Linked DNA regions of Sus scrofa: region 1 is linked to region 2. The links are chromatin contacts, called in public HiChIP or PLAC-seq maps. All regions are on one chromosome and are shown on one strand. Each heading gives the region's core, a stretch centred on a gene start, on an enhancer-like site or on the middle of the called end of the contact. The rest is flanking DNA. Distances are from core to core; before and after follow the strand shown.

What was found. HiChIP or PLAC-seq counts read pairs in DNA pulled down with a chosen protein or histone mark.
Region 1: an H3K27ac HiChIP or PLAC-seq map of skeletal muscle shows a contact between it and region 2, with 4 times the contacts expected there. The contact joins two enhancer-like sites. A contact is called at or near these places in 1 of 47 Hi-C or Micro-C datasets (fibroblasts) and 1 of 2 datasets of contacts at active chromatin or transcription factors (skeletal muscle).

The regions. Positions count from the first base shown.
Region 1 is chr2:115,205,405-115,211,187 of Sscrofa11.1, forward strand. No RefSeq gene overlaps it. Among named protein-coding and RNA genes, the nearest start is that of TMEM232, 320 kb to the right of the region's middle. Within about 2 kb of position 3,932, at least 24 of the 83 cell types and tissues checked have an H3K27ac peak or open chromatin away from gene starts, as enhancers often do. A contact at or near this core is called in skeletal muscle, where this site is marked.
Region 2 is chr2:115,020,436-115,026,489 of Sscrofa11.1, forward strand. LOC100626591 (a long non-coding RNA gene) reads left to right here. Exons shown (of 8, transcript XR_002341850.1): 2 at 771-977; 3 at 1,823-1,960. Among named protein-coding and RNA genes, the nearest start is that of MAN2A1, 350 kb to the left of the region's middle. Within about 2 kb of position 3,681, at least 7 of the 83 cell types and tissues checked have an H3K27ac peak or open chromatin away from gene starts, as enhancers often do. A contact at or near this core is called in skeletal muscle, where this site is marked.

The DNA of each region.
Region 1 (5,783 bases), core at 2,682-5,181, 190 kb after region 2:
ATGTGCTGAATTCCTTGGTTTGGAAATAAGCCAGTTTAAAACTTGATGCAGTAGAGAATTGTTCCCTTTTAGTTGGTCAGCCTAAAATCTATTTTCTTTTGTCTGGATCCATGGGGACAACAGGCTATTACTTTCTTCCAAATCACTTTAATTCTCTCTAGATAAAAATAGGCAATTGCATTTGCATTAATTTAATTAATACAGCTACATAAAAACTCTTATTGCCTGGTAAAAAGTAGAAGATTAATTGCAAGGAAAACAAGTCCTATTGAAAGCCTAAGATATTTCTATCCAGAACTCAATATCATTTTTCTTTTTATTCTTAATGATTCAATAACGCAATTATATCCCCATCACATTGTTTGCTATAGTTGGTGAAATGTGCATGGGCGCATGTATGTGTATGTGTGCACTTGAAGGAATGTGTATGTCTGGGTATCTGTACATGCTTGCAAACCTGGTAAGCATTACTCTAAGTTGAAACATGAACTAGAGAACATGGTAGTTGTTTTAAAAATCAGTCCTGGGGATTTGGAATCTCACTAATTTAACCCTTAGAAGGGGGACCAGGAGAGCTCAAATTTGCTTGCAAGTAGCTTTGTAAGCTAGTAATTTGTTCTCTTCTATTTCCAGAAACTGTGTAATTTTTTTTTCACAGTTCCTTCAACATCCTGGTGAGGCTGCTGTTGTTTTCCATCTCATATAGGAAACAAACTAAATATGGAATGCCTGAGGGATGCAATTATGTTAAAGAAAAAGGAGGTGGGAAACGATGGCTGAAGATCTCTATGCTGGAAAGTCTTGGCAGTGCCAGGTTGAGTTCTAATTCTGGGCACATTGGAGACCTACTTGGCAAGGACCTGTCTTTATGGTGCCAGCCATCACAGGAAAGCAAAGAGTGAAAGGAGAGAGTGGACAGGTTCTTCTTGGGCAGATCCACTCACTTCTTTGATTCTTTTTTTGGCTGGATCTGTTTGCCTGGCTCAACATTTTGTTTTTTATTTTGGCATCAATGACTTGCTTCTTAGGGATCTTCAGAAGATTATTCTAAATTTAACAATGTAGTCTAAGATTTTTCGCTAAGTTTAGTAGAAAATACTCAAAATGTCCGTAAAAAAATATGGGCAAAAAATATTCTTCAGCCATAGGAAAAAGAAAGCAGATTCTCCTGATGTATATTTATAGTCACTAAATACATTTCTTGCCATGCTATCCTCAGAGTCATAGGTTATAGGTGATAATCACCGCAAAAGTAGAAAATATTCTACACCGTCTTTACTGGGATAGCATTAAAGTAGGAAGAGTGGAAGGAAAATATCAAAAAAACACTAATGACAAGTAATCCAAGAGACCATACTATAACAAAAGTAAGTAATAAAATCACAGCATTCTGAATTTACAACATGGTGGTCTAAATAATAGGAATAAGTTTCCCACTAAAAACATCTGAAAGAGCTGAGTGTAATATAAAAACACTAATAAAGACAGTTTAGATAGTCATACTAATTTCAGAAAAAATAGCCTATAATAAAAAAGTCATTAATAGAGATAAAGAATGTCACTTCATAATGATAAAAGAGTTAATTTACCAAGAACATGTAACACTTTAAATTTTTTATAAACTTAGTAAAGCTGTTTCATATTTTTAAACCCCAAAGTGACAGAATTTTAAGAGAAATTATTCAAGAGAAATATTCAAGTCCACATTTATCTGGGGATATTGTTAACACACCTCTCATAGAAACTGAAAAATCAAGCAGAAAAAAATAAATATGTAAGAATTTAGAAAATATTTTTTCTTTTCTCTTTTTCTTTCTTTCTTTCTTTCTTTTTTTTTTTTTTTTTTTTTTTTTTGTCTTTTTAGGCTCACACCCGCAGCATATGGAGGTTCCCAGGCTAAGGGTCGAATTGGAGTTACAGCTGCCAGCCTACACTGTAGCAATGCAGAATCCAAGCCTCTTCTGTGACCTACACCACAACTGACACCACCACCAGATCCTTAACCCACTGAGCAAGGCCAGGGATTAAACCTGGTCCTCATGGATGCTAGCCAGATTCATTTCCAGTGAGCCACGACAGGAACTCCAGAAATTTTCAACAGCCTAACAAATAAGCTTGAAATAATAAGCATATAAGGATATTTCCACCCAAGAAAAGCAGAGGCCTCACGGTGAAAAATGTAAAAATTAGTCACTTACTGGGGTCTGTCATTTACTGACTTTATGCTCTTTGGGTATTTTTTTTAACCTCTGACTCTCAATTTCCTCAACTTTAAAATGATACTAATAGCAGTTATCTTGTAAGGCCATTGTGAGAATTGCATTAAGCAAAGTATGTCAAGCACCTGGAAGGTACAAACTGTTCAGCAAATGTTGTCGGTGTGTTGTCCTAATATTGACTTTGCCTGAGTTTCAAAGAAGAGAGCCTTCATAAAGCTGTCTTAATATTTCAAAGATTTATAAAATAAGCTTATATTCAGTTTTCCCTAATTTTTATGGCTTTATGTAATTTTAAGTATTTTTCTGCTTCTTTACTGTACTTTGCAATCCAATATTTAATATCAAATATTTAATTCTGAAAGATTCTACTCCTGGTGCTTCAGTCATTGTAATTTTCCCTTTCTCAACTTTCTGCAGTCATATTCTGTTTTTTGAGCATGATAATGCCAGTTGCTGATGATTTTTAAGTGTACTAAAGTTTTTAGAGTAGTTCTCAGGTTCAGAAGGAGTCATTTTATTCAGAGGTCACACATTCTTCCCCACATAGATTCTCAGTTTTTACAAATTCCCACAGTCGCCAAATCACATCCATGGAGTTTGTCCAAAGGCTGTCACTTTTCAGAAATATTCATAGCAATTATTTAAAGTGTGTCATTTTGTTTGTTTGTTTTCTTATTTGTTTGCAGACTATATATATGTAAGTTAGCCGTAATGCAAACTCCTAGGAAGGCCCACAGGTTAGACTTCTCCCACAATCCTTTGCAAGCATGAAATATGGTCAGTGCTCAATAAATGTGTGTTTGTTTATAAAGAAATAACCAGACACTTAGCAGATTAGAGAAAGGTTGAGACAGCAGAAAGTGAGAGCAGTGAATGGAGGAGGAGAGACTGAAATAGACTTCAAAGCCTGAATGTTTTGGAAAACCCTGCAAGTACAGTAACTTGAAAGAGCTTGACGGTGTGAGATTGCTCACAGTTCATTGATGAGATAGAGAGTATATACAATACAAACCAGAGCAGCAAGCAGGCTGATTTAAGTTTTTGTTAGCAGTGGCACAGACCATAAAATATTTATGTTCATATTCTAAATGTGTATGCCTGGAATAAATAAATAATTTACTATTCAGGCTATAAATTATTTACTAAGTTATTCTAAATATATATACTATTTGCATTTTGCAGAAAGTAAAACAGGTAGACTGATGGTCTTACAGGGTCCTCAAAGAAAAAAAATCAGGACTTAAGCTACAGTCAGAAGTTTTCTATGAAAGAGAAAGAAAAAAGAAGACATCCCTATTACATTATCTTTCCTGTGGAAAATATCAATTTGATATGATATCCCCAGTGCCCAACCATGAATTATCTGGATGTTTTTTAAAATTTCTGAGCTGGACTTCTGGATTAGAAAATGTACCATCATTAAAAAAATTTTTTTTTAATTCATTAAGGCTTGCTGCAATGAGCAAGATATTGTCCTATTTGGGTTGGGTACTCCAAAAAAAAAAAAAAATGTGGCTATTTGGATAACTCTTTCTTTGGAATCACTCTGCCAAAGATTTCAAGTCCCTAGCAATGACTTGGACAAAAGCTGCTTCTTGAATAAACTTGCTTTCTTCTCAAGCACATTATTTGTTGATTGGACACACAGTTGAGACTCCTTCCCTTGGCAAGCAGACCTCTGAGTCAGAGCCGTCTGGGGACACATCTGTTCCCAAGACTGAGCCTGGAATCCTGCCTTCCTGCCTCCCACACACAAGGCCTGAATGCGCCCTCCGCATGGCCTGTGGGAGTTCAGTCCGTGGTGATTGAAGGAGAGGACTGCTGCTGCATGGAATTCTCATCTCAGTCCTGGAGACAAAGTATGGTCATGAATTTAGCAACTGATGATTCCTCCTTATCTGCCCAGAGGACTCACTTCATACTGCATACTAAAAAGGACATGGGCTCTAGAGGCCTCCCTATTTTTATCTGGGTCATCTGGGGCAAGTTAACCTCTATGTGCCTCTGTTTGCTCAGCTCTAAAATGGTGATAATCATATTACTTACCTCATGGGCTTGTTATGAAGACTGTGCGAGTTAAGTCACACAAAATACTTGAATGATGCCTTCCACAGAGTAAGTGTGCAATGAGTGTTTGTTATTATTATTGTTATCATTGGTACATATTCATTTTCTCCATTAAAGTTTGCGCTTTTTGAAGAAATCAGTTTCCCATATTTTAATAACCAGCAGGATATTGACCATGTCATATAATCAATAAGTAGCTATTAAATGCATGAATAGGTGGGTATATATGTATAAATGGATTAGCACATGAGCCAATGTAGTGAGATGCGTACTTCAGCACCCTGTCAATCCTGTATAATTAAAACATTTTTTGGCCCAACATTGATTGGAAATGGTAAAGATAGTGCTCTGATTTGCCTGTGCTCTAAGTTAGAAATATGTAAAAATGGCTCCGTCGTGAAGGAGAATCTCTTGAACTTCTTCCTAACCTTCTTATAGTACATTTTTGAGTCTCCCTTATAAGCTTCCTACCAGTGAATTTTTGGATGATGGCGTGGTGGACAGTTGTCCTTACCACGTTCCAGGAACTCTGGAGTCACTGTGGTTTCCTAGTCCTTGAGTGGATTATAGTAACACTGCTACCAGGAAATCCTCTGAGAACCGGGAATCTGAGGAGAGTAGGGCTGTTAGAACTTGTGGCAGTCAACGAAGGGAAGCATTGACAATATGTCCCTCTGGACTCTCCATAGATGACCCAAGGCCAAACCTAAGCTTCACTTAATCCATCTGTCAGCCTTTAAATGGGCAGGTGAGGTGTTGCCTGGACTATGGCTGGCTGAAACACCTATGTTACCGGGTGTGGGCCGTTATGGCAGGGGAGAAGGTAGCCTGTCTTATTAACAGCAGCAACATCTTCACCTTGACCATAAAAGGGGAGAATGGAAGCCACCAATAAAGAATTTGTCCTGTTAAGACTCAAAAGAGAGGCTTTCTAGTTCTGCTCATTTCTATGTTTATAAGGAGGTGGGGGTACAGAGAGTAACATTTATATACAGTTTTGATTTAGCCCTAAAAGTCATTCTTGGCACTCACTCTCATTCCTTCCTTGATATCCATTCTACCCAAGCCTTGCCAAGTCAGTGTCATGTATGTCACCATCGGACTATCCAAAGGGGAAAGAGTAATGGATGGAATAAAGGAGAATGAAACTCAGGGTGGGATGTGGCAGGGACCTCTGCTGTAGACAACAGTTGCTTACAAAGCTATGTTAGTATTTTGATAAAAATGACTACCATATCAAAATACCCTTGTTTCTAATAAGAATTTACATGTTTTGGTACATATTCATTAATAGAGATAATGCTTTATATCATTAAGTTATTTGCTATCCATTTAGAGTTCAAAGTTATACAGCTTTTTCCACCTCTTTCTTTTTTGTTTTTCTCTTAAAAAATCATCTGACCTGTAAAAGTTAAATGTTAATAACTGCTTTTCTTTAATATAGTGAATGATTTTTATTTTCTTTTTTTGTGTGTGCTTTTGTGGACTTTCTAAATA
Region 2 (6,054 bases), core at 2,431-4,930:
GGAACATAAACATTCAGTCCCTAACAACTATAAACTCCTTTTTACCCTTTAAACTCAGTTTGGGGGGGTCATATATCCTGGGAATCCCTCTTGATGTCCCTGTTTTATCTAAATTCTCTTCTCCGTTCTTATAGCATTATTTAGTTTGCTCTATTAGAGTACTTAACACACCTTCTATAATTATTTATTTATTTATTATTATTATTATTTTTTCATTCACAGCATAGCCCAAGATTTGACTTAGAGAAGGAACGTGGTAGCTCTAAATGATTTAACTCTCAGTGCTTTTTCAGGACCCTCGATTAAGTCCAAAATAAATAACTGCTTTATTTATTACTTATTTCAGTTTTAGAAGTGTTTATAGTGGAAAAACTTATTGATTCTAGAATTTTGTGAAACTTTTCATTTCTATTTGGACGAATACTCTATTTCTATTGGATGATTATTAACAGTTGATGTTGCTCTTGAAGCACTTAAAATGGGATAATTATTAATTTTTCATTTGCTTTTCTCTCTCATTCTATTATGAAGTCCCAGAGGTAGAGTCCACATCCTATTTATTATTGCACAGCCAATGCCTGGCACACAAAATGTGCTCAGTGCATGTTTATTGAATGAATACTAAATACACATTGTTTTTCCAACTAACAGCTCACCTCCTTGTAAAAGTACCAAATCAACTCTCCCTTTCTCCATAGTCTTTAGGTCCCACATTTCTGGCTCTTTTAAGAATATCTGCTTATATGGCTTCCCCCTTCTTTTGTAAATAGGACAAGGGGACGGACACTAAGAAGGGGATGTATTGTCTGCGTGTGTTGCCTTCACACCTTTGAATTCTAAAGGGATGGCAGGGGCAGCTAACAGAGAGCAGAGAGGAGGCATCCGGAATCCCATGTGGCACATTTATGTCAACTGCATGTCAATCAGATGCAAGTGAAGACTAAGCAGTTCCAGCACGGGAACCTCTGAAAATCAAGGTAAGACAGTTCATCCCTTGCTTGAAACTGTGGGCAACATCACTGGGAGAAATACTTTGTGGCTATCACTTGCTCCACTGTTGAGTGTGAGGTGGTGATGTGGGCAAATGAAGGGGTGCCAGAGTATGAATCACAAGGTCAGAGTCTGCAACTTAGAAGTGTGCAACTTCTAAGGCCTAAGAGCCTTGGTTTCCCCATCTCTGGTGTGAGATAGTCATAGTATCCTCTTTACTGCATAAAATTGTTTCTAAGATCAAATGAAATAAGGGCTCTAAGATCCAACTGCAAATGGTTAACAAGTTTACCCATGTTTGTGTGTAGGGGGTCATTTTATAGAGGAGATGATAATTTCTCATCAGTTCTCTGGCAGCCAACCTGCTCTGCATGATACATCTCTGGTACAGCCGTGCATACACGACATGCTTTTTACTATGTGTATGTATTTAGAAGTAGAGTCACCTAGAGGTAACCACCAATGCAGGATATGATACTGCAAGTCAGCGAAGTCCTGCTTCCTCAAGAAATCCCCAAACACGTCATTGTGTTTTCCTAGTTTCAACTACTAAGATGTTCGTAATTAACTTAGTCTTGTTAGCAGTCAGGGAAAAGGCATTGATTTTTCACTTTTTGGAGACACAGAGTCTTTTGAACTATTGAGAAGGAAGAATCCCTAAAGGGCAAGAGGAACCCAACCTTAATACATGCAAACTGCAGTTCATTTAAAACCACCCTAGCAGTTTACAAAGACTTAGGTGACAGCCCAGGTTTAAATATTTAGTCGTTTGGTTATTTGGCATTCTGCCACTTAAACATACAGATGATTGATTTCATTTTTAAATCACTAGACCACATCATCCTGATGTTTTGGCATTTTGCCCACTGCCTCAGCATGTGCTTTTAAAGAGAGCTCTCTATTGCCGTCTCATGGTGAATGAGTGAATGGCTGGGATTAGGAGACAAAACTGGCTACCACCACTAAGCAGGTAAATTTTGGGTAATGGGATAATCTTGGGTAATGAATGTGTGTGGGCCTCAGTTTTCTCTTTTATAAATTGCAAGTTGAATTTAATTATAAAAGTCTGTAACTTTAGAGCTGTCTACTTGGCAAAGAAAATGCTCAGGATTCTGTAACTTTGCATAAAGCCATGCATTTTGACTTCTGTGCAGTTTTCATTTTGACTTCTAGTACTCCCTGAGTCACAGGTTCAAGTAATTTATAAGGATTTCATATCATCCTTATGAATTAATACATCCTTATACTCTTCCTGTCCCAGGGCTTGGAAACAACTTCTTTTTTTGAATACAGTGAGGTCATTCTTCGTGAGGATAATTAAAAGCTTTTGCCATCAACAAACAAAACAGGTTTTAATCAAAAAGTTGAATGTGGAGATTCCTTCTCTGAAATTGAATAAATCAGGTACAAACCAGAATGCAGATATGGAAGATCAAAGTGGAAATTACCTCTGCTGCTCCCTTGAAGAGCAAATTGTTTTATTGACTTTTCTTCAGTGTATTCTTTTTCTGCCTTGTAGGGGTTTTTCTTATTTGCATTTTTTTTTTTAAAATGGAATTTGATGATCTGTCAGGAAGGAGACAAAGACCTTTGACTAACACAGCCTCTGTCTTGCTAGAGGCAGAGCTAACTTTGATATTGTACTTTTTAATTACAGTGGAGAGTTCTGTGGCCTCCCGAGTAAAAGCTAGCTACCGCTTTTCCTCTCACAAAGCAAGCAAGGATGTAGTCAAGAAAACAAGGGCACTGCAGTTGTCCTGAAAATAGGAGCCTGAGATGCCTAGAGCAGGAGGAGATGCTTGGGCAATGTCTGATCCTCTGCAGACTTCAGCCTTATGGGGACTGGAAGAGATGTGGGGAAGCCCCTCCCAAGAATTTTCAAGGGACACACAGGGCCTGGACAAGCCTCACTTTACAACTTAATCAACCAAAGCGATATGAGCAACAATGCTTTGCCTGGTAGTTATGTAAGATGAAAGGAGTCTCAAAGTCGAATGAAACTGTATTATTCAGATGCTTTCATTTACTCTAAAGACATCCTACTATATAGGTTATGCATGAATTTCTTCGATTTTCAGGAGTAAGGCACAGTAACCAAAAGTCATCAATGTTTTATAAACTGTGACTAATCTCTATGTATAGTCTCATAGTCTCTCTCTCTCTTTTCCTAACTGTTCAGAATTTTTTGTATTGGCTGATATTTGGCTGCTGCTCTTCAGTACTATCATTATTATTTTTAAGATCACTTGAGACCCTGGCACGCCGTGGGGTTTAGGATTGATAGGGTTATTAGGGAAGCCTGCTCTCCCAAACTTTTAGATTGCTTTGAAATATTTTGCTGGAAAATGGCAACAAATAAATCTGAAGCAAGCTCTGCCTTCCAGAAGCAGCAGCATGGTGTGTTTCCAGGGTCCTGTTGGCTTTTACTGAGCTGCTGCCACCCAAAAATAGTGGTGGGCTCATAAATGTTTAGCAAATCATGATAATGAACGTGGCCAGGACAAACATAGCCAGTGTGTGTTTTTTTAATCATGCCTCATTTAGTACAAAGATGACTCTTGGATGTTTTGGCAAATTAATTTGTATTGCACTTCAGAGAAGGGAGAAAGCAGCTGGGCTCTAGCCCGCAGAGCTGCACTGGCTGTATCTGCTAATAAAGTTGCTGTTGCCACCGCCTCCTGTGGAAGCACAAATGGAACGTAAGGCACAGGGAATTCTCTGCCGCTTCCCTCCAGGGTTTTAGTTGAATCCATGTCAGTCCTTCTCTAGTGGTTCCAAGAATTCCCACTGTGCTTCGTCAGCAACTCTAATGCAGCAACCGAGCAACCATTTCCAAATGAATCATCCTCTACCATTTATGAATCAGTCACAATGCCACCTTCTTTGAAATCTGATTAAGTACTGCCGGATATTTGTACAATTCAAATGTGAGTCCTCCCTCCTCACTGATGGATATTTTGTGTAATCTGTCATGAAAAGTCTTACGTGGCCTAGGTCTTTGCTAGGTACTGATATAAAGACAGTGGTCTGAGAGAAATCCACATAGGAAAACATTTCCAAGTTTAGTTTCTTGTCGAGGAAAACATCAGATGGCAAGTGGAAGGGGGAGAGGTATTAGGGACATAAACACATTGGAAATCTTCCCCAAAGTTTGTCATTCTCTGCAGGAGTGGCTGCTCTTACCCCAAGCCTCTTCATCACTGAATCATACCCCAACAGCTAGCACACATGAGCCACCAGGTTTTCCTTTCTTTCTCTAAACTGCTTCCCCCTACCCCTTTTTTTTCCATTGCCCTTCAGTCTTTTGAAAAAAATAAAAATATGTATATTTAAAACATTTTTGTTGAATTATAGTTGATTTACAATGTTGTGTTCAATATTGCATTTCTGGTGTAGAGCAAAGTGATTCAGTTTTATATATATGTGTGCATTTGTGTATATATATATAGTGTGTGTGTATATATATTCTTTTTCATATTCTTTTCCATTATGGCTTAATATAGGATATTGAATGTAATTCCCAGTGCTACACAGTAGGATCTAGTTGTTTATCTATTTTATATATGGTAGTTTTCGTATCTGCTCATCTCCCAAAACAGGAGAATATTTATTTTTGATGAAAACCCTCTTTGCTTTGATATTTTTTTTTTCCTGTTCTGCTTCTTAGCTATTGCTGGAATTCTGCAGGAGCCATCCTTGCTGTTGTGTTTAGAGGGCAGAGGAATGAGAGAAACCACATGGGCAAAGCCAGAACTTTCTTTAGCAGAAGAGAAGGAAGCCTGGCTGAGAATACACATATTTTAATAATTTTTTAATGGCTGCAGTCTTGTTTCTGGGTATCCATGACCTCTTTCAAACAATACATAAGAAAATCATACTGTTTTCTGCCTTTCAGAGTTAACTCTGGGGCACCAGGAGTGGCTGAGGCCTGGGTTAGTTTCAGGTATTTTGTAATGAAAATATGTCTCCTGAAACCTCCAAGACTTGATTGGAGCTAAGAAAAAGACTTAGGAAGAATAAAGGCTTTTTATATCATTTAATACTAAAATGTAATGTTTAAATATTCTGATTGATGAATAGCTCTATGACAATCTTCCTATGTAAGGGTTGAGCATTTTAATTGATTTATGCTTTAAGCCTCTGAGTTTGGTTATTTGGTTGGTAAATAGTTTCAGGGACTCTAGTCATTGGAAGGGCTGATAGGCAAGTGTTTGGTGGTATAATCCCTTCTAGTAGCCTTTGTAGGGGTGATGATGATGATGATAGTTAATATTTATGGAGAAGTTAATTTGTGCCACACTACATGTGTTCCAGAACTTTACATGTATTAATTTAATTTTCATAATGACCTCATTAGTAGGAACTTCTATTATTTCCATTTTTTTGGTATAAAGAAACAGGCAGAGAAGTTAAGTAACTGATGAAGTGGGCTTAGTGCCAAGATGCTTGTATTGACTGAGCACGACCAGTGCCTAGCTGTGTAGCCTTTAATAAACAGCCAAGTAGAACTTACCCCAGGGCTGTCTTTGGTGGGCTGTCAGCCAGTTTGCCACCTCTGCTCAACATTTATCTCTATTAGAAACACAGATTGGAACGCTGCCACTGGCTTCTGATGTCAGATAATGTGCCATCCAGCTACACATTAATAAATAAGGATAGGAGATAGAATCACAGCTTTTGGCCTATCTGTAACAGACAGACTATGGACCTTAGGGCACCTAGTTTCTGAACAAATTAAAGGCATTTCTATAAAACTGTGATTAGCAGTTTTCAAATCTGAGCATCTGCTACTTTGTGCCTAATACTGTGCTAGGTAGACATCATATAAAACATAAAAGAAGGAGAAAAATTCTGTTAGCAATTTTAGAGCCACCTATGCTTTTATAGGGTAAACATGACAATACACCAGCAGTAACAGTACATGAGTACATTTGAGTAAAGCCTGTGCTGTTCAGATAATGAGTTTTAGGGGAGCTTTGTATTGCATAAAGGAGATTGGACCTAGCCAGGGAGCACATGGCTGTCAACAGCTCCGTCATACATGAGCCCTGGGAAGTCTAAATG